Regions from separate parts of the Mus musculus genome. Here region 2 is linked to region 1. The links are chromatin contacts, called in public HiChIP or PLAC-seq maps. All regions are on one chromosome and are shown on one strand. The core of a region is the stretch at or near the end of the contact, and the rest is flanking DNA. Distances in the headings are between cores, read along the strand shown. Region 1 overlaps Zhx2 (zinc fingers and homeoboxes 2). Region 2 overlaps LOC115488500 (a long non-coding RNA gene).

Region 1 (2,825 bases), core at 130-2,629:
GTATCTGACATCTCAGCATTCAAGAGAGTGCAGCAGGAGGACTTAACAGAGTGCATTTGAGGCCAGTGTATCCTGTCTCAAAACACCAATAAACAAAAAGTCAGAGCATGTACTTCCCAGAACCTGTACCCATCTATACCTTTTGCTATGCATAGTTTGACTTCTAGACTTTGTCCTGAGCCTGGAAAGGTCTCATGCTCCCTTCCTTTCCAATCTCATTTCCAACCACATCCCTTCTCACACCCTAGATGCCAATCCCACTGCTTCTTCTTGTTCTTCGTCTGCACCAAGCCTGAGTCCTTGACAGAATGATGCACTTACTGCTATGTCTTGCGCGCGCCCTGACTCGCCAGCAAAGCAGACGCCACAACAGGATCCTTCTGCACACGTTTATTGGGAGAGCTTGATTGCAGAGGCGAAGAGACCCCAAGCCCAGAACTAGTGCTGCTTATATAGGCCTAGGCGAGGCGTGTCTCACACCCCGATTGGTTATGCATGGGTTATGCTTACCACCTCATTTGCATGTCTCACATCTGATTGGTTAACTTCTCTCTCATCTGATTGGTTAACTTGTCTCTTATCTGATTGGTTAACTTGTCTCTCATCTGATTGGTTAATTCTCAAAACCTCATCTTGGCAAAAAAAAAAAAAAAAACTTTACTACCTATGTATTCGTGGTGGCCAGCGGTAGCCAGCACCACCCTGCAATGGCACATGTGGCTTCCCACAGCTATGCCTGTGTAGATTCACTCTCCCAGCCTAGGGTCCCTCAAAAATAGAGGCTGACACAAAGCTCATAGCTTTGTATGATGCACAAGACAGGGATGGGTGGGGATGCTGTACAGTCCCAGACAACAGCAAGAGTAAGGAGAGGCAAGAGGGGAGAAGAATGCAGATCCCATGCATGCAATGTTCAGCCACCCCATCGCTCCATGAGCTCCCGCAAGTTGCCACGACACATGAAGTCTTCAGAGTGGCCATGGGGATTGTATGCAGGGTGTGTGTCCCTCAAGGCACCGTGCCACAAAACTGTATGAAAACTCAGAGGGCCATGGGGAAGATGTGCTTAGGAGCAAAGTGTTGTGAGTAGGAAACCCAGGTGCTCCTAACAGAAGCATGGTTTTACAGGTCACCTGTGGTCTAGTAATGCACAAATAGGGCAAGGAGTGTGGCCCCTTGCTTGGCAGAAAGGCCCACTTGACAAAGGCAAGTGACAAAAGTGTCGCCTTGTAAATGACTGTGATGTGGCAGAAAGACGGTGTAATTGGACCAGCTGTGAACGTTATAGCTGGTAAGCCATCAGGTAAACTGAACAAGCTGGTATGTTTCCGAGGTGTGCATGTGTTTTGTTGTTTGGTGCCTCTGAGAGAGCCACCTTTCACCATGTGACTAACCTCAGGAAGTAGTGACATCATAGCATCCTGTGTACTTAAAAAGGAAGGAGACAGTCTAAGGACTCGGGGTCAATTTTGTGTATTTCCTGCACAACACTGTTCAGTTGAACTGTTTCTGTGAGAATACCTACTGTATCTCCCTGCTGAAAACAGGCACAAGCAAAAGCTAAACTCACATAGTGCATAGCTATCCTCTAGTTCATCGGTCACGTTGGAACAATGTTTTGTTTTCAAGCATTGTAGCCCCACTGACTCTGCTAAGTCTTGGCCAGTGGGGCTGGTCAGAGACACATTGAAGCAGGAGTCATTACGGAGGAAGAGGCACCATGAGCTGTTGGTGGGTATGAGAGAGAGAGAGAGAGCGAGCAGCTAGCAGCCTGTCATGACCCTACTGCTGAGACCTTTCTTGCTCCAGGGAAAGTCCCTGGACTGTAGCCAGTAGATTGTCTTGACCCCATTTTCCAAATGATGTTTGGCGCACTACTGAGAACTTAAACTCAATAGCATGTCAAACCTGTCATCCCTAGAAGCAGCAGCCAGAAGCCAGACTGCATTTGATTGGAATCAAAGCAAACACATCCAGCAAGAGTGAAATGTAGGGGATGTGGAGAACTGCCAGCCCCTCCTGACCATCCTATATAGACAAGGGGACTTGGGTGGCACTGAACATTCTCATGACATACGATTAAAAAAATTGGAACATGCCGGGCGTGGTAGTGCACACCTTTAATCCCAGCACTTGGGAGGCAGAGGCAGGTGGATTTCTGAGTTGAAGGCCAGCCTGGTCTACAGAGTGAGTTCCAGGACAGCCAAGGCTACACAGAGAAACCCTGTCTCGAAAAACCAAAAAAAAAAAAAAAAAAAGGAACATAATTCGCAGCCACTAGAAGAGAAAGGAGCAGCCCCCTCCTTAGGAGCCAGCTGTCAATGGCTGGATACATCTTGAATTGTCACAGGATGCTATTAGCAAGCTGTACAAAACCTGTCAAACACACAGAGCCCCCCCCCCTCTGCCATGAAGAGTTCTCTAGCCCAAATGGCAGTCTTGTGAAGGTCAAGAAGCCTTGATGTAAAAGTGTCATGGCACGTGAGCACGCACAATATTTTTGAAAGGTTGTAGGGAGGTAGGCATGCCCACATCAGCTGGGGTGGGGGTGGGGAGACTGCAGCCCATGTAATGCGGCTGCCCACACTCAGGGTAGGTTCAACTCTCACAGACACACAAGAAGTCCGGCTCCCTAGTGACTACAAGCCTCATCATCAACCGTGAAGATTAGCCATCACGACCCTGACAGCATGCCTAGTGCTTGATGGCTTGAGCCAGTCTTAGAAGGCTGCACAAGGGTGGAAGTACACTATAATCGAGAGAGAGAGAGAGAGAGAGAGAGAGAGAGAGAGAGAGAGAGAGAGAGAGAGAGAGAGAAGTAATTC
Region 2 (2,825 bases), core at 209-2,708, 200 kb after region 1:
AAGAGTACACTTGCCCAAATGAAGATGGTTTTCTGTAACCTTGAACTTTTCCACCCTCGCACAAGTTCCAGAAATAACAACTCTGAGACTGAATTATTTATGAATAATTGCCTTTGGCCAGTAGCTTTGGCTTGCTTCCACTAGCTTAAAACTCAATTAACCCATTTCAACTAGTCTAAGTCATACCACATGCCTGGTTACCTCTCCTTCACTCTCATGCTACCGTATTCCTCAGAGTTTGAGCAAAAATCCTTGCCTCACCTCACTCTAGCCCAGAAGTCTGTACCACAACTCCCACCTCCCTATTTCTTGTCTAAGCTAATAGGCCAACAGCGTTTTATAGACAGGTGATGCTTCCATACGTTGCACAAGAGAGTCTCTCTACATTTTCTATTGCATTCTCTTGTTTTCTGAGTGAAGCAACCACATGCTCTGAGTTGCCATCTCAAAGGTTCTCATGTTTAATTAAATATATAAAAGGCATTTCCAATTATCTCTTCCTGCTTCTTAGCAGGGGTGGGGGTGGGGGTGTGTGCTTGTGTGTGCATGTGGAGGCCAGAGGCCAACACTGGTTGTCATTTACTAGGTGCTAGCCACCTGACTTTTTTTTTTTTTTTTTTTTTTTTTTTTTTTGGTTTTTGGAGACAGGGTTTCTCGGTATAGCCCTGGCTGTCCTGGAACTCACTCTGTAGACCAGGCTGGCCTCGAACTCAGAAATCTGCCTGCCTCTGCCTCCCAAGTGCTGGGATTAAAGGCGTGTGCCACCACCACCCAGGGACACCTGACTTTTTTGAGACATGTCTGGATTAATTTTTTTTTTTTAGTGCAGGTTCTGGGGGTTGAATTCGGCTCCTCTTGTCCGCACTTCACCAGCTGAGCCATCTCCGCAGCCCCCGTGCTGTGAGCCAGATGGTGCTGACCACGACCTTTTCTTTCACTCGTAGGACTTTCCTCCGGTGCCGACCACGATTTGTGTATGTTGGTAAGGGCCTTTCCAAAGCGACCGCCGCAGAAGGTGACAAGGCAAGGAACTATATGTGGCATGATTTATGAATACAGGTGCACTTACCAGAGAGTCTGAATTTGATGCTTAATGTAATTGTACCAGTCTGGGTCCAAATCACCCATTTGTGCGGAACAAGCATAACAAAAGACATAATAAACTCATAGGGAACCAAGTAAGAGATGAGAAGGGAACACTGGAGAAAGCCCAAGGAGAGTACCCCAGAAGGACAGACTCACAGGGGTTACCTTTGCCAAAGCTAGTCTACATCCCCAGGCAGCAGAAAACCGTGTCACAGGATCGGGGACCCACACGGTTCCAAGCTGACAACTAAGCATACACAAAGACTCAGGGTGGGATGACCATGTCATCAGACCATGGGAAAAGTACCCATATGCACAGACAAGCCAAGGCTGGTGGGCTAGACTCAAAGTACACCTGCTAGCTGAGGTCTGGAACCTGCCCAGCTTGTGTTGAGCCTGCAGTGACGTAGCATCAGTCAGGATGCAGCTGCACTCTCCTCCAGAACCCCCTGAATATCACACGCATGCGCGCGCGCGCGCGCACACACACACACACACACACACACACTTTGCTGTGGGGCCTTGAAACAGAAACAAAAGTAAGCAGAGATGTGTAGCTAGCTGACAGCGTCACAGAAGAAAAGGGGACCTCGGCCCCCGCTGCAGAGCAGGGATCAGAGGGACACAACATCAGCATGCGCAAGCTGGAAGAGGCTCTAGAGCTTTTTGGTTAATTGACAAGTACACCCAATATTGGCCTCTGTTCGGTGAAACTGAGATCTCTGCATGTGTCCAGCATGAAATAGATCCCAGCTCCTTAAACATAGGTCGTGACCCAATGTGGAGTCCTGCCACTGCATGGGGGAGTCATGAAACTTTGGCAACATAAAGAGGTTTCTGAACACACCACAAGCAAAACTTAGTTCAAACACAAACACAGTGATTCTGGCGCTTCCCAAGGGTGCATCACCCAGCACCACCACAGCCTCTGTTCTGAACACACATGCGCACTGGGCAGGTTCCAGATCTCAGCTAGCAGGGATACTTTATCACCCACCAGCCTCGGCTTCTCTGTGCATAAGTGTTTCCCATGGTCCCCTGATGTGGTCACCCGATTATGTCACCCCACGAAACACCAATATCCACTGATGAGAACATCTCCGCTCTGATTCGAGATCGTTGTATGTTATAAACCCCAGGGTTTTTGCTGTACATGCCGAGTTTTTTGTTCTTACAGAAAAATAATGAGTTAATTACAGAAACAAACATTTAATATATCCCTACCATCATTCCTTAGCTTGTAAGTATCAAATTAGGATATTTTTAGGTTGTATCGTAGTTAAAATGTTTGGTTTTTAAAATTGCCATTTAAGCTACAGATATGGCTCAATGGTAGACTGTTTGGGATCTAGCTAGCAGTGTTAAAACTGCTGTTTGGGTTTCAAAAAAAAAAACTCACTAAGCAAATTTTGGCTGGAGATCAGGTCAGAATTTCCAACAATTTCTGCAATGGCCCAGAATGTACATATTTATGCAAAGCAGTGTTCTTAACATTGGTAACTATAAAATCAAATTATCATCAATTTTGTGAGGTGGGTTGTGTGCCTGCTCTCTTGAGACATAGGCTCATAGCCCAGGCTTGCCTCAAACTTGCTGTGAGGCTGAGAATAACTGTGAACTTCCCTGCCCCCAGCTGCCAAGAGCTGTGAGGACAGGCACACACTACCATACCCAACACATTACCGTCAGCTCTGGAGAAGAGTTAAATTATATGTATAGCCAGAATTGGTGTTAAAGAC

Evidence for each region. HiChIP or PLAC-seq counts read pairs in DNA pulled down with a chosen protein or histone mark.
Region 2: an H3K27ac HiChIP or PLAC-seq map of double positive thymocytes shows a contact between it and region 1, with 5 read pairs. The contact joins two enhancer-like sites. A contact is called at or near these places in 1 of 39 promoter capture datasets (neutrophils), 2 of 484 Hi-C or Micro-C datasets (CD4 T cells and granulocytes), 4 of 115 datasets of contacts at active chromatin or transcription factors (bone marrow-derived macrophages, double positive thymocytes, embryonic stem cells and 1 more) and 1 of 9 other capture datasets (pancreatic islet).

Annotation. Positions count from the first base shown.
Region 1 is chr15:57,771,517-57,774,341 of GRCm38.p6, forward strand. The region is part of intron 2 of Zhx2 (zinc fingers and homeoboxes 2); the gene reads left to right. Among named protein-coding and RNA genes, the nearest start is that of Zhx2, 78 kb to the left of the region's middle. Within about 2 kb of position 1,380, at least 92 of the 459 cell types and tissues checked have an H3K27ac peak or open chromatin away from gene starts, as enhancers often do. A contact at or near this core is called in double positive thymocytes and thymic regulatory T cells, where this site is marked.
Region 2 is chr15:57,971,518-57,974,342 of GRCm38.p6, forward strand. LOC115488500 (a long non-coding RNA gene) reads right to left here. Exons shown (of 3, transcript XR_003951568.1): 3 at 738-2,825. Among named protein-coding and RNA genes, the nearest start is that of n-TMcat16, 3.1 kb to the right of the region's middle. Within about 2 kb of position 1,459, at least 19 of the 459 cell types and tissues checked have an H3K27ac peak or open chromatin away from gene starts, as enhancers often do. A contact at or near this core is called in double positive thymocytes and thymic regulatory T cells, where this site is marked.